Regions from separate parts of the Mus musculus genome. Here all the other regions are linked to region 1. A link is a contact called in public HiChIP or PLAC-seq and capture Hi-C data. All regions are on one chromosome and are shown on one strand. Each heading gives the region's core, a stretch centred on a gene start, on an enhancer-like site or on the middle of the called end of the contact. The rest is flanking DNA. Distances are from core to core; before and after follow the strand shown.

Region 1 (4,235 bases), core at 4-2,503:
AAGGAAAAATGGCCGCGATAGAAACACATTTGTCTGGTGATAGTCACAGGTAACTGTGCACTTATAGGTACCCAGACACAACACCACCCAAAGGAAATTCCCCTGTCCCCTCCCACAAAAAGTCCTAGCCTTCTGTGCTTCTCCTTCATGTCCTCCAGCCTTAGGATCCTTAATTACAAAGGCTGAATGGCTTCCTGCGCCAAGAACTTCAAAAGGCCTGCTTTACTTGACATATATATATACCTTGTCCCATGGAATCTTTACCTGGGTATTTGTACCGGAACCAAAAACCAAGAAATGATGCAGAGGCCATTTTAGGACATAAAATAGTCATGTAACACGGTCCCTGGCAACAACATCATTCCCAAGGCCCTGAGTTAGGCCCTCGATACTTTTGAGGGATTGAAAGAAGAGGAACAAAGCAGATGACATCCTCAAAAATATTCATTTTGTTATCAACTGTTTTTTTTTTAAATAGATGCCTATTTTATCTTGTGAATGACTTTAAATGTGACACGTTAAAATCCCATTTTAAAGACGAATTGAGTTTTGCATACATGTATAAACTTAGACACTATGGCCTTTGAGTTCAATATTGTAGACAAGGAATATTTCCATAGCAATAAATCAAATGGATGGTAGAACTAAACAGAAAGCAGTGTAGAGAACCATCTTCAATGGAGTCGAAACAGAAATTGTACAAATAGCCAGCGTTGACAGAGTAACCTCATTTCAATAATCCAGTCTAAAAACAGCACCCACAAAAGCTTACTTTTCCAAGTCTCTGCCAATAAAGTTATTTCAACACGATGTGTCCTTCCCCTTAGGGAAAAGTGTGAACACACTTTGTGCTGTTGGGGGAAAAGATGTGTGTGGGGCAGAGTCGTTAACTGTCTAAGATCTGGTACAGTTTAGGGATGAAGTGACATGGAGTTTTGGCCAATGCATCTGTTGGTTCCCTTCTGGGAAGTCAAGAATTGGGGGTTGAGAGTGGGGGCAATGGACTGTACCCAGAGGCAATTGTAGGGTCTGTCCACAAAAGGCTCCCCCCCCCCCCACGAAGGACCAGACTGCAGAGTGACCCGGGTCCCCCTTTCCCATCCCTGGGCCCGGGCGCCTGTCGCTCACCTCGGTGTCACTGTTGAGGTTCCAGAGGTCCAAGCGCCCCATCCCGTCCACGCAGGCAAAGAGCGCGGGATGCACGGGGGACCACATGACATCGTACACATAGTCTGCATTGTCTTCAAAGGAGTAGAGCGGCTTGTTGTGCTGTAAAGCAGAGAGACCGTGAAGACTTAGTGGCGCTGCCGCCGCCTCGGGCTGTCTAGAGAGCCTAATTAAAAACTTTGCACATTCACCAAGTGTCATAAAACTTCCCGAGATGAAAGTCCTCGAGAAGGTGAACCGGAGCTTTAATGTGACTACAACTGTCCAGTGGCATAAATAAATCCCCGGGGGTGGGGTGTACTTTGAATGGGCCGGGGCCGGGACCCGCGGAGCGAGGCGGTTTCAGACACAGTTGTAAGCGACATTCCAGACAGGTGGACGCGACTGCCATTAGCTCGGAATTCTTGCCAGGCCAAGCTGTGCATGCAGGTCGCGGGAGCCTGAACCCAGCAGTGGGCTGAGGGGCTTGGACCTGCTGGCATGCTCCGAAGCCCGGGCGGTCCCTGGCGACCCTGGCTCTGCACCGAAGGCAACGTCTGCCACCTCGTGGACCTCCCTTGTCGCTGCAGCAACGATGGCTTCTTCCAGTCCAACTGCAGGCCAAATTCATATTTTAACTCTTTTTGTGCGGCGAGGGAAGGAGACAAATACCTTTAAATGCGGGTTTGCGCTCTTACAGAAAAGTGGAAATCTCTCCACTCAAGACCTTAGCCTCCCTGTATGGGGTTAGTTCGCCAGAACCAAGTGGAGCAATGTGGCTCATTCTAGAACCTCTGAACTTACACAGAAAATATGACTTCCTTTCTAAATCACCAAGGATTTCCAAGACCCCTACAGTTGATGTTCTGAGGGGAAACACAGAGCATTTTTCCACTGCATACAAATGCCTCCACTCCAGAGGGATATAATAAATTAAAATGGCACACTTGATTTCCAGCGAATATTGTCACATCAAAATAGCACAGAAGTCAGAGGCAAGTTTGAAAGTACACCAGAAATAAAACGTAATTGGACTTTATGAATTATTCATTCCATCTGGCTTGTCTTATTCTAATTTCTGCATAATGGCTTTACTAATCCCTGATCAATTAATGTAAAATGAAATTTAAATGATAATGAAAGCCCTAGAGATAAAAGAAATTAACTATTCTTATATCCTCTGACAGAAATCTAAACAATGGGAATTTTTGTCTTCTTCCTCCAGTCAGCTGTCTGCACTCTCTTCTCAGGCTCTGTGGAATGTCTACACAGGCCAGGGCCTTAAGATCAAGAAAAGATAACATACAATGTAACAATCAAATCCTTTCTGCCTTGGATATTCAAAGAACTCATCTGTAGGGAATCCGCTCCAAGTTATCAGCGAGAACTGCCAATGTGTGCTGCTTGTGAATGCGAGATGCCCACAGTACATGGGCTGAGATTAGAGCGGCGAGAATCAGTGCAAACCCACAGTTCTTAAACTGAAACCGAATGCACCGACGTGTTAGGGGAGTGACTGTAACTTCCATTATTTGCATTTCCTTGACGCGTAAAAGTAACTGGTTTGATGCAAACAAAGTTTAGATAGATTAGGGCAGCACAGATTGTAGATAAACTAGTGTGTGTGTGTGTGTGTGTATTTGTGTTTGAGTGTGTGTGAGTTTGTGTGTGATGTTTTTTAAAGAGATAGATGCGTCATATTTTTAACTTCAAAAGTATTTCTGAGGAAATATAATTTGAAAAAAATACCCACCATTGAAACACCAAGAAGGAACAAACTAAACATTTGTTTTATAGTGATGTAATATTATTATTCTGTAATTTCTAGATAAACATGTTTTAAATCTCATTTCTGTCATATGACTAGAAACCAAAATTATTTGTTTATCAGCTACTGCTTATGCCTTCTTCTCATTGTTTATATTAGATAATTCATACTTTTTTAGACAATCCAAGTATCAAATTATTACCTGATAGCATGATTGTATCATTTTGCCTTATTTATCCAAAAGAAAGTACGAAATAGCTGGTGTTTCTCACTGACCATCGTGTATATTACAATCTGACTCTTTGTTTAAAAAAGAATGTCACCACAGACTCTTGATTTTATACCTAACTGGCCACTAATAGAGAATGCAACATATTTCTTTTAGTCATTAACAGCTAAAGACGTGTGATTTAAAGAGGTGATTCTTTGTATTCTTTCTCACTCAGTCAATAGTTCATCTAAGCGCACAGAGCTGAGGATATGGGCACACATGCAATCATACAACAAACACACAACACACATGCCATTATTGTTTTGATCAATTAAAACCCCATCCAGCTTCAAACAACCCTTCTCCAAGGAGCTGTCAACACAAGACATACTAATCCCTTTAAAAACTATCCTGCTCATTCTATGATAGTCTTCCTTTTTTTCCCTTTGAAATTTTCTTTACTGATAAATTCGGTAAAAATTATACTATATCCTGGAGACACCACTTTTGAAACATCTGGAAATAACTGCTCTTCTTCTCAGTTTTTTTCCTTTTCACCAGATTGATAGAAATGCTCTTTCTCGTTTGTCTTTCTGAAACCTCCTCATCAGCACCTCCCCACCCCCAAGGCTGAACCTTCTATCACAAAGGTCACCCTGAAAGCAACACTTGTCCATAGTAGGCGTGTGCTTGGGAACAGGGAGAGGTGTTACATTTCAAGGGCTCTGTTTAACCTTGATAAGTTGATAGGTTGGAAAACTTACAGAACTCATTACTGTATGCTCTGGGCTTCTATCTACAGACCGATAGATGCCATGTCCCATAGAGGCATAAAATACCAGTGCAGGCAAATGTCACTTGAACACCCGTACTATTTTGAGTAACAATTACACTTTGTTCAATACACAATTTTTATCATTCTATTTTATTTTGTCTCCAAGTATCACATTATTAAAGATCTTCCTCAAATGCTTAATGTTTTTTAAAAATGTATGGTAAATACTAATATCATGAAATATTAACATTTTCCAAAAGAACCTTGATATTCTTCAATCTCAAGAACATTGCTTTGGAGTTTGTGCAACAGAAACTTCAGGGCCCACAAATTTG
Region 2 (4,236 bases), core at 789-3,288, 650 kb before region 1:
TTGGCTGAGGCAAGGATGCATCTTACTAACACAGCAAGCTTTCGAAGTTTGCTACAAATCCCAGTGAGTTATAAAAAAAAAAAGGGTTTGTAGCTTCCTAGTAGTTCTACAATTCCATGTAAGGAAATGTGGTAGCTGCTGTATGCGAAGAGGGGGGATGTAAATCACATTAGATCACTTGTAAATGTCAAGAACAAAGAGTCTCCTATGTGAAGATATTGATAAATAATGGTAAGAGTACATTTTTTTTTCTTAAAACTACATCCTCTCCAGAAATCATTTACTTTGGTTTCTCAGGCACATCTCCATGGAATGTTAATATAAGGTGTATGAAGAGGAGATCTGAATTTCCATGTATATGGATACAAGGGTCTTGGAGCATTGAAAAAAATGCAGATAAGAGCCATGCCATTAGCCGTCCTTTTGTTTTGTTTCTGCAAATTAAAGTTTCGTACAAATAATGTCTCTGCATAGCACACAAAACGCTCAAGGCATATTCTATACTGGTAATAAGAGCTAGGCCTGATGTGTTTCATTTCAGTCTTGCTGATAGCATTTATCAGCAGAATCTGGCTAAAAGCAGAATATGCAACTTAAGCCTGATCATAACCGGGCTGCACAGGAAGAAAGTGGAGGATTATCCGGAGACTAGGAAGCACAAATATAAGATTGTATTGTCATTGTGTGCTATAGGCCTTTTGGCAAACGGTAGTGTAAGCCCCAGCTGACAGGCCTTTTCAAACCGACAGAAGAAAATATGAAACTTAAATTCTTCATGACAGATAAATCTGCTGAATGAATGGAAAACCAATAGGAGAACAGTGGGACAAAAAAAAAAAAATTGCTGCCGCCGGGTAACTCCCTTACAGCTGCTTCTTTTGTAAATATACAAAGTAGGTATTCACTGAATATCTCCTAAACTCCTACCTATCAACTTTGCTAAGCAAGCTGTTAAGTTGGAATAATAAAATAAGCATATTTTTTCCAACACAGGAATACAAGGTCTTATAAAGCAGGGTGCAGATTAAATTTAATATGGAAGCATGAAAGACATTTCCTGGATGATTATCAACTGGGGTGGATTTGGTGAACCAAAGTTGACATGTTACTATTGTAGAAGGCTTATTAATTGAGATATTAAATGGACCTAATCCACCATGATTGTGATCTTTGTCAAATTAAAAAAAAAAAAAGTATAACCATAAGTAATTGCTTTCTTCTGTCAGTGGGCCCAAGTTGAAAAACTGTTACCAGAGTCTCTCAGGATAAATATCATTAGTCATTTCATGGAGGATGCATAGCTTCTGTCTTTTTTCAGGGAACCTGGTCTTCAGGGGTATGGGGTCTTTGAATTTCCCCATGCTTGTTTGGTGTTGTCATAGTTTTATTTCATCTTGGTTCACTATACGAATTGTGTCCAGTCCCAGTCCCAGCCTTTGGGGAAATTACCTTAAATCATGGAAAGCCAGATTAAACTAAAAAAACAAAACAACAGAAAAAAAGAAAGTTTCCTCGTGGTCTTAAATCCCAGAGTTAAACACTGTGCAACCTGCCTGCTTTAGCATCTCCTGAAGGTGAGCAGCCTCATCTACATGAGGAAAGGAAGGATTCCCATAGGCTCCTTCAACAGGCTGCTCTTTATTAGGGAATGCCTGGCACTTTGGCAAATCACTGGTCAAGTTGATAGACAATGTCTTGTTGACAAAGCCTGAGGCAAGTTTCAGGACTTAGGAGCCTATCTTCCTCAAACTGTCACTTTCCCTGGTTGCCATGACAATGTATGGCTAATCTCCAGCAAGAAAACTAAGAATAAGAAGGAAAAAAAAAATGAATAGGAGAAAGAAAAGATGAAACAGATAAGAAAACTGAGGGTCATTTTTCTCTTTGACTTCATGGCCTGACCAGACCAGTGTGGGTTCCTTTCCTCAGCCAGACAGCCTTGGAATGTCTGGCAGCAGGACTAGGCTAGAGTCTCGGGCCATGGGAATCACCAAGGCCTCAGCAGGAGGAAGAAAGACAGTAAGGGGTAGAGTTAGAGAGGCCATGAAAGGAGGAGGAGGAACAGGGGAGCCAGCCAGCAGCCTGAGAAGAATCCAGGCGCCACTGTGTAACAGCTGCCTCAGGTATGCTAGCCAGTCTCAGCTCGTTCCCAGCTCTCATTGGCAAGCCCCAGGCTCCATCAAATACACACACACACACACACACACACACACACACACACACACACACCCCAAATGTTGTTTGTTTTGCAGAAGGTGTTGCCCTGTCTGTGAAACTGTGTTCCAGATTCTCAAGGAGAAAGTGGGGCTCACTAAGGTGCTGCTTTTTATCATTGTGGTGAAATTGCCTAAGACCTTGGTAAATAACAAAATCTACTCAAATACGGAGGGATTTAACCTACTCTAAAGATTATTATGTTCTGTAATGTAGGATTAAAATTACTTCCAAAGTTATTAGAGAAAATCAACATCAGCACTTGTCTGCCTATAAAAAAGCAAACCACATGCTCACAGAGGTGCAGCATATATGATAATTATCTAAATGTTACTACTCAGAATTATAAGGATGCTGGATGTTTTTATAGCATATTTCCTTCTCAAAGAACTCAGTTATCTACACTTCCCATATCCCACCCTCTCTGTCACCAGTCCTGCATGAGTTGTTATGCAGGAGGCAAGCAAGGATAATTAACTAGAAGATAGGTAACCGGGGCACAGGGAAGCATGCAAAATCGCACAGTAAGGACACAGCAATTCTAGGTTTGCCAGATAAAACGTGATCTCTCTAGAGGTTTGCGATTTAAAGAAAGTATCTGTTGCTCATTGTTGTCTTGATTCTCTTCCTTTCAGGGCGTCTTTCCCGAACTTTGGGTGTAGTCTTTGACTCAGAACTTACTCACTGGGCTGCCCATTGTATTTATAGTCCTGGATCTTTCCTGATAGACTCTCCTTGAGATCGGTGACTTGTTCAGTTTTGTATCTGCCGTGCCAGTTGGTACTTCTTAAACAACTGTAAGATGACTGAAACTCGAAGGAAGGAAGGAAGGAAGGAAGGAAGGAAGGAAGGAAGGAAGGAAGGAAGGAAGGAAGGAAGAAAGGAAGGAAGGAAGGAAGGAAGAGTCTTTAAAGAAGAATTTAAGATAAAATCAGTGCAAATTTAGACTTTAACTACATTTCATCTGGCTTTCACCTTTGCTGTGACAAACATGTCCACCCCTCAGGCTTGCCTGTAAGAAAATTCACTGAATGTATTTAGAGCTAATTCTTTCCCTCCCTGGGTTGCTGGGCTTATTGTTTGGAACAATAAACTTAGACTTGTGGAAATACCAGTGCTGTAAATGGTCTATTGTAATTATTTCCTTCCTAGCTTTCTCGTTTTGATATTTAAAGGAAAGCAGTTAGGTGTGGAGGTTGGGGGAAGTGTTAATATATAGTTATTATGCTGTCCCCAAAACCTTTTCCTTGAGTATTGAATTTTTATGCCAGACTGTTATTTGGAAGGAGGAGGTATAAACCCCAAAATAACAATAGGAACAATGATTGCTCTTTGAGGAGACTACAAATTTAACTCTCTTCTGTACATTTTTTTTCAGTGATCGATACAAAAAAGCAAGGTAATATATGTTAATCTCTACCATCTGTACTTTATGTATCCCGTGACGTTGGAAGCCTGGCAGGAGCGGGGTGTCACAACAGACATTTACTGAAATACCTGGGGAAATGTAACAAAAAGTGTTAGAGCAAAATGGTCTTTCAGCTAAATTACCTAATATATTTGCTAATGGTATCTGATTTAAAAGCCATAAAAATACCAAGTTAAAAGCACATTAGAAGATGTGTTATATTTATAAGTGTTTGTCACCTTGGCAACAAAAGCTATATTCCAAATCTCACACTAGCTATGATGGGCCAAGACCTTTTAATATTGGTAAATACTTCTTCCTGGCAATGATCTGCTTTCAGCTACTGAGTGTTAGTGCTAGAAACGGTAAGTTCTGCATTGCTTAGTGGGTTTTCAGGCTAAGCCTTTTCTTCCTGTTAGTTACTGTAGTCTATTTTTAACAGGAAAAGCAATGCGTTTTTAGAGAAAGCATCAGTCTCAATTATCCCCTTCTTGTATTTAGAAATGCAGATATAATAGCTAGCAGACTCCCAGAGATGGAATTTATTTATTAACCTTCACTTCAGTTTGCCTCAGAAGTATGCTACAAAATCAGCCGTATGGTAAAAATATCTA
Region 3 (4,117 bases), core at 2-2,501, 860 kb before region 1:
CAACCAGGAGCTCAGAGCAGCTCCAGAGCAGGCTGAGACTCTCTGGACAACGGAGAGCTATCAACCCCAGGCCCTCTGCTTCACTTCCAAGAACAAAGGAGCAGCCAAAGTACTACTGAAAACCCAGAGAGAGGGAGCCAGGTCTGGGGACGTGGGGGGGACACCTCAAAGCCCACGAGGGAAGATTTTAAAAGCAAAACAAAAACAAAAGACAAAACCCAATGTCACTAGTATCTATCGGCTGCAACAGCTTCGTTCCAAGTCACCAAGGGGCACCAAGTGCCCCAGGCAAAGTAGGCCACCGCTCTCCCAGCGTTGAGATGGGAAGCCTTAACTAGCCCTTCAGTCCTGGCCCAGAATTGTCTCCAGTTCTGATAAATGCGGGTCCCAGCAGAGAGGGAAGGGACAAGGTAGAGGGCACACAGACCTGGTGGGCTGGAGGGCGCAGTGGGGACCGTAGAGCCAGGCTAGGGCACAGCCTGGAGGCTCAATGGGAACCACAAGCAGGAGGCGGAGGAGCCAGCGGGCCTCGGGGTGAGCCAGCCGGGGGTCCACGGCGGCGGGAAGGGGCCGGGCAGGGAGAGGCCGGCAGGCAGGCGCCAGGCGATCGGGAGCCCACGGGGCCCGACTGGGGGCGCACGGGGCCGCCCGCAGGAGGGGGCCGGCGGAGGCCCCGGCGTGGAGGAAGTGAGCGGGGCGGGAGGGGTCGGAGGCAGTGGGGAGGCGGGCGAAGCTAGCTGCCTAAGCGGCCTCTCACCTGTGTCGTCCCCGCGCGTCTGGGCGGCCGCGCTGCTGTTGTGGTAGGACTGGAGGTAAGGGCTGTGCTGCGAGTGGCTCATGTAGGGGTAGGCGGCGAGCGATCGGTGGTTGTAGGAGTTGCCTCCGCTCGACGCGTAGGGCGAGCCGTGGTGGTGGTGCTGGTGGTGGTGATGGTGGGAGCCGGCCGCCGCCGCCGCCGCCGCGGCCGAGTGCAAGCAGTGCAGAGGGTAATGTGCGCCTGCCATGGCCGGGGAGGTCTGCTGCGAGTGCGGCTGCGGCGGCGGCGGCGGTGGCGGCGGCGGCGGCTGCTGTTGCTGCTGCTGCTGCTGCTGTTGCTGCTGCTGTTGTTGCTGCTGCTGCTGTTGCTGCTGCCCGAACTCCATGAAGGCGGATTTGGACGAGTCCTGGCCTTCCAAGCCGTCAGCCATCGTAGTCATGGTCATCATCAAAACTTTGGGGGCTGGAGAAAGCCTTCTCCCGGGTTTCTTTCACCCTCCCCCACTTGGCTCGCACCGCTCTCCCCTTTGCAGCCACCTTAGCTCCCGGGATCCTTGCAAAAAAATAAAAAAAATAAAAAATAAAAAAAAATTTAAAGGAGGGGGCAGAGGTGGTTCTCTTCCTCACTCTTCTCTAATATATACATATATATATTTAATATAAAGAGATATAGTGAGCAGGGCCTTGTTAACCCAAAGGGAGGAGGAAGGGGGAGGGATGGGAGAGGAGAGGGGGGAGGGGGAATCTGCTCTCTTCTCCCCCCCCTTGCTTTTCCCCCCTTGGATTTTTGGGGGCTGGTGCAGTTTAAAGCAGAGATTTTAAGGTGGATTCTGCGAAAGTTGCGCGTCTGCTTTCAGACTTGATGCAGACGCCACGAGTCGAATGGTTTGTCTCCAAAGGGCAGCGCCTTCCTATTGGTCAGTCGCCCCCTGACGTCACAGGCGCACCGCTTCTACTGGCGTGTGCGCTGCTTGTGGAGTTCTTCGCCTACCTTAAGCAACTAACTACAAGCTCAGCCCAGAGGTGCAACCTGGGGCCGCCCGGAGCTAAAGGGGAGCAGCGGTGGAGGGAGGCGCCCGGTAGGCTGCAGACGCATCCTGTCGAAGCTCCAACCCTGCTCCAAGCCCTTGTTTCCAGGCTTGGAGACTCGGAATAGCCTGGCTGGAGGCTGATCGCTTTCAATTCATTTGCACCCTTTCAGGTTGCCTGTGTTCAGAAGCAGTGGCCCTAGCATTTAAAACCAGATCCCCCCCCCTTCACTTGACTTTCCCCCTCCCTCAGGACCCCAACTCTACTCCCAAGGGAGCACTTTTGCACTGTGGGTTTTTCCAGAAGTACTTTATTAATGCCATTGATGGAAGAAAAACCTCTATATCTGGGCTCCAACTCATGGCAAGGGTCGGGGATAGTAAAGAAAGAAAAATCAGACCCTGCTCTGTTGAGATTCCTGTTGTTTTCGGCCCTAGTTCCTATATATTGACCCCCCCCCCCTCAACAGAGGAGGAATACCAACTACCCCCAGAACGCAGCAGCCTGCTCTGAAAGCGAGAGTCGTTGGAGGGCTGACAGGAATGCATTTTCTTCCTATTGAAAACAGAAGCTACTGTAATGCTTTCAAATATATGCAAATGATACATGCGGTTAGTGGTTTGGCAAATCTTGATTACAATATAAACTACCCAAGTAAAAGTGCCTTCGTCCTAAATTTGTCTCTCGATTACAATTCCAATTGATTTTATTTTATTGTCAACATTGTTAATGATAAAAATAGAGTCGTTTTACAGTTATTTTTACTTTCTGGAAGGAGGCAATTAGAGTTCTAATCAGGAATACACAAAAATCTCCCATGATTAACTGCAGTACTTTGTTCAAATTGCTGCTATAAAATTCAGAACAATTTGCCTGTAATGATTATGGACTGGGTTTATTTTGGGAGGTGGAATAAAAGTGGATATAGCATAAATTATCCTCTAATTATACACCAGTGTCGCTTCAATTATCCTCTTATCAAAATGGTTGTCTAACTGCCGCATTTAGTTTCAATTCTCTCCTTTTTTTCTATAAAAAGAACTTCATACCTTGTTATTATTAATCCATTTATTATTTGCAAGGGGGTTTATATCCGCACATCCAGGTGGTAGAACCACTTCTGTTTCAAAGATGGACTGGGGAAAGACATTAAGTTTGGAGCAGCTCAGTGCTACGGATCTAGCCTCTCTCCCTCGGGTCTCCAGACTCACTTGGTCCAAGCTGCGGAGCAGGGACAGCGGAGCTCAGGCGGCCACGTTCAGGCCCAGCCACCAGGTAGGAGAACCGGATCCAACTCTAGGCTTGGGGAGGGACAAGCAGGTCCGCACCGGGTCGCGTCCTGGGGCGGCAGGTAAGCTCTAGGAGCTTGCGGGGCCAGATGATAGAGACTGGGTGGGAGAAATCTGAGGACCCCATCCTACCCCCCTGGGCTCGGTGCCTGCTTTCAGTGGGTACAGGGAACAAACTGTGAGCTTTTGGCCACAAGAGGAAATGTGTGGGGTAGCAACCTTGTGTGGTGGTGTGTCTGGAGGTTGCGGAGGAACTAGTCTGTCTTCTTGGGAAAACTACTGGATCGTTTTTGCACCGTATGTTGTCTGTAGCCCATAAGCTACACAGCCCCAGGAATCCTAGAATGAGATTTGTGGTGCTGTTTGCCACTAGAACTCCGGGAAAGGGTGATAGTAGACAGAGCCTCACAATTTCCCGTGGCGCAGGAGTTACTGACTGCAGCTTATGTTAATTGATTTCCCCAGCTAGCGGCCCGGGGTCTCCTGGTACCCTCAGGCCAGTTTGCCTTTTCTTTTTTCCTTTCTTTCCTTCGGAGGCTCGTGGCCAGCCGGTTTTCTCCAGAGTTTCGCCCGCAGCTACATTGGCGCTCTCTTCCATTACCCAGCCCGCCACGCTTAACTTCTCGAGTCCCGGGTGCCGGTTCAGTAACTCTGAATTCATTTTTAAGTGGCTCCCTTGTTCCTTCCCTTTTAACAAGAGGTGCAGTTTAACACGCGAACCTGTAACGCGATCCGTGCGTTTACATATCGGCAGTGAATTAAAACAACAACATCTTCTGGGAAAATGAAAGATAGGCTGGGTAAGGTAGTGGTGGGGTGCTGAAGGGGAAGTCAGGGAAAGAGAAGCACCCTCTCCCCCGGCGGTGCACCCGGGCTGCGAGCCCAGCTCGTAATGTCCTCAAAGCCAGCAGATAGACATGGCAGTTTTATTGCTCTATACCCTGCAGCTTGCTGTTAACACGATGGAGGCGTTTCTCTCGTTTGCTTTTCTGTGTCTCTGCCGTAATGTTCGCAGGTGCACTGCTTTGCCCACTAACTCTGAT

Evidence for each region. HiChIP or PLAC-seq counts read pairs in DNA pulled down with a chosen protein or histone mark. Capture Hi-C pulls out chosen DNA fragments and counts their contacts.
Region 2: a capture Hi-C map of embryonic tail shows a contact between it and region 1, with 4 times the contacts expected there. The contact joins two enhancer-like sites. A contact is called at or near these places in 2 of 484 Hi-C or Micro-C datasets (cranial neural crest and embryonic fibroblasts), 1 of 115 datasets of contacts at active chromatin or transcription factors (bone marrow-derived macrophages) and 1 of 9 other capture datasets (embryonic tail).
Region 3: an H3K4me3 HiChIP or PLAC-seq map of forebrain shows a contact between it and region 1, with 19 times the contacts expected there. The contact joins the promoter of Dlx6 here to the enhancer-like site in region 1. A contact is called at or near these places in 16 of 39 promoter capture datasets (the C10 cell line, the HPC-7 cell line, the SN4741 cell line and 10 more), 1 of 15 datasets of contacts at CTCF or cohesin (embryonic stem cells), 38 of 484 Hi-C or Micro-C datasets (B cells, Th1 cells, bone marrow-derived macrophages and 19 more), 21 of 115 datasets of contacts at active chromatin or transcription factors (SST interneurons, VIP interneurons, craniofacial prominence and 12 more) and 4 of 9 other capture datasets (adipose tissue, embryonic tail, liver and 1 more).

The regions. Positions count from the first base shown.
Region 1 is chr6:6,003,304-6,007,538 of GRCm38.p6, reverse strand. It overlaps Dync1i1 (dynein cytoplasmic 1 intermediate chain 1), which reads right to left. Exons shown (of 17, transcript NM_010063.4): 15 at 1,129-1,269. Among named protein-coding and RNA genes, the nearest start is that of 1700019G24Rik, 28 kb to the right of the region's middle. Within about 2 kb of position 1,253, at least 95 of the 459 cell types and tissues checked have an H3K27ac peak or open chromatin away from gene starts, as enhancers often do. A contact at or near this core is called in SST interneurons, VIP interneurons, bone marrow-derived macrophages and 13 more, where this site is marked.
Region 2 is chr6:6,656,008-6,660,243 of GRCm38.p6, reverse strand. The region is part of intron 2 of Gm20618 (a long non-coding RNA gene); the gene reads left to right. Among named protein-coding and RNA genes, the nearest start is that of Gm20618, 24 kb to the left of the region's middle. Within about 2 kb of position 2,038, at least 11 of the 459 cell types and tissues checked have an H3K27ac peak or open chromatin away from gene starts, as enhancers often do.
Region 3 is chr6:6,860,468-6,864,584 of GRCm38.p6, reverse strand. It overlaps Dlx6 (distal-less homeobox 6), which reads right to left and starts at 1,251. Exons shown (of 4, transcript NM_010057.2): 1 at 758-1,251. The coding sequence starts at 1,205. The region is part of intron 1 of Dlx6os1 (distal-less homeobox 6, opposite strand 1); the gene reads left to right. Dlx6os2 (distal-less homeobox 6, opposite strand 2) reads left to right here. Exons shown (of 1, transcript NR_002839.2): 1 at 1-788.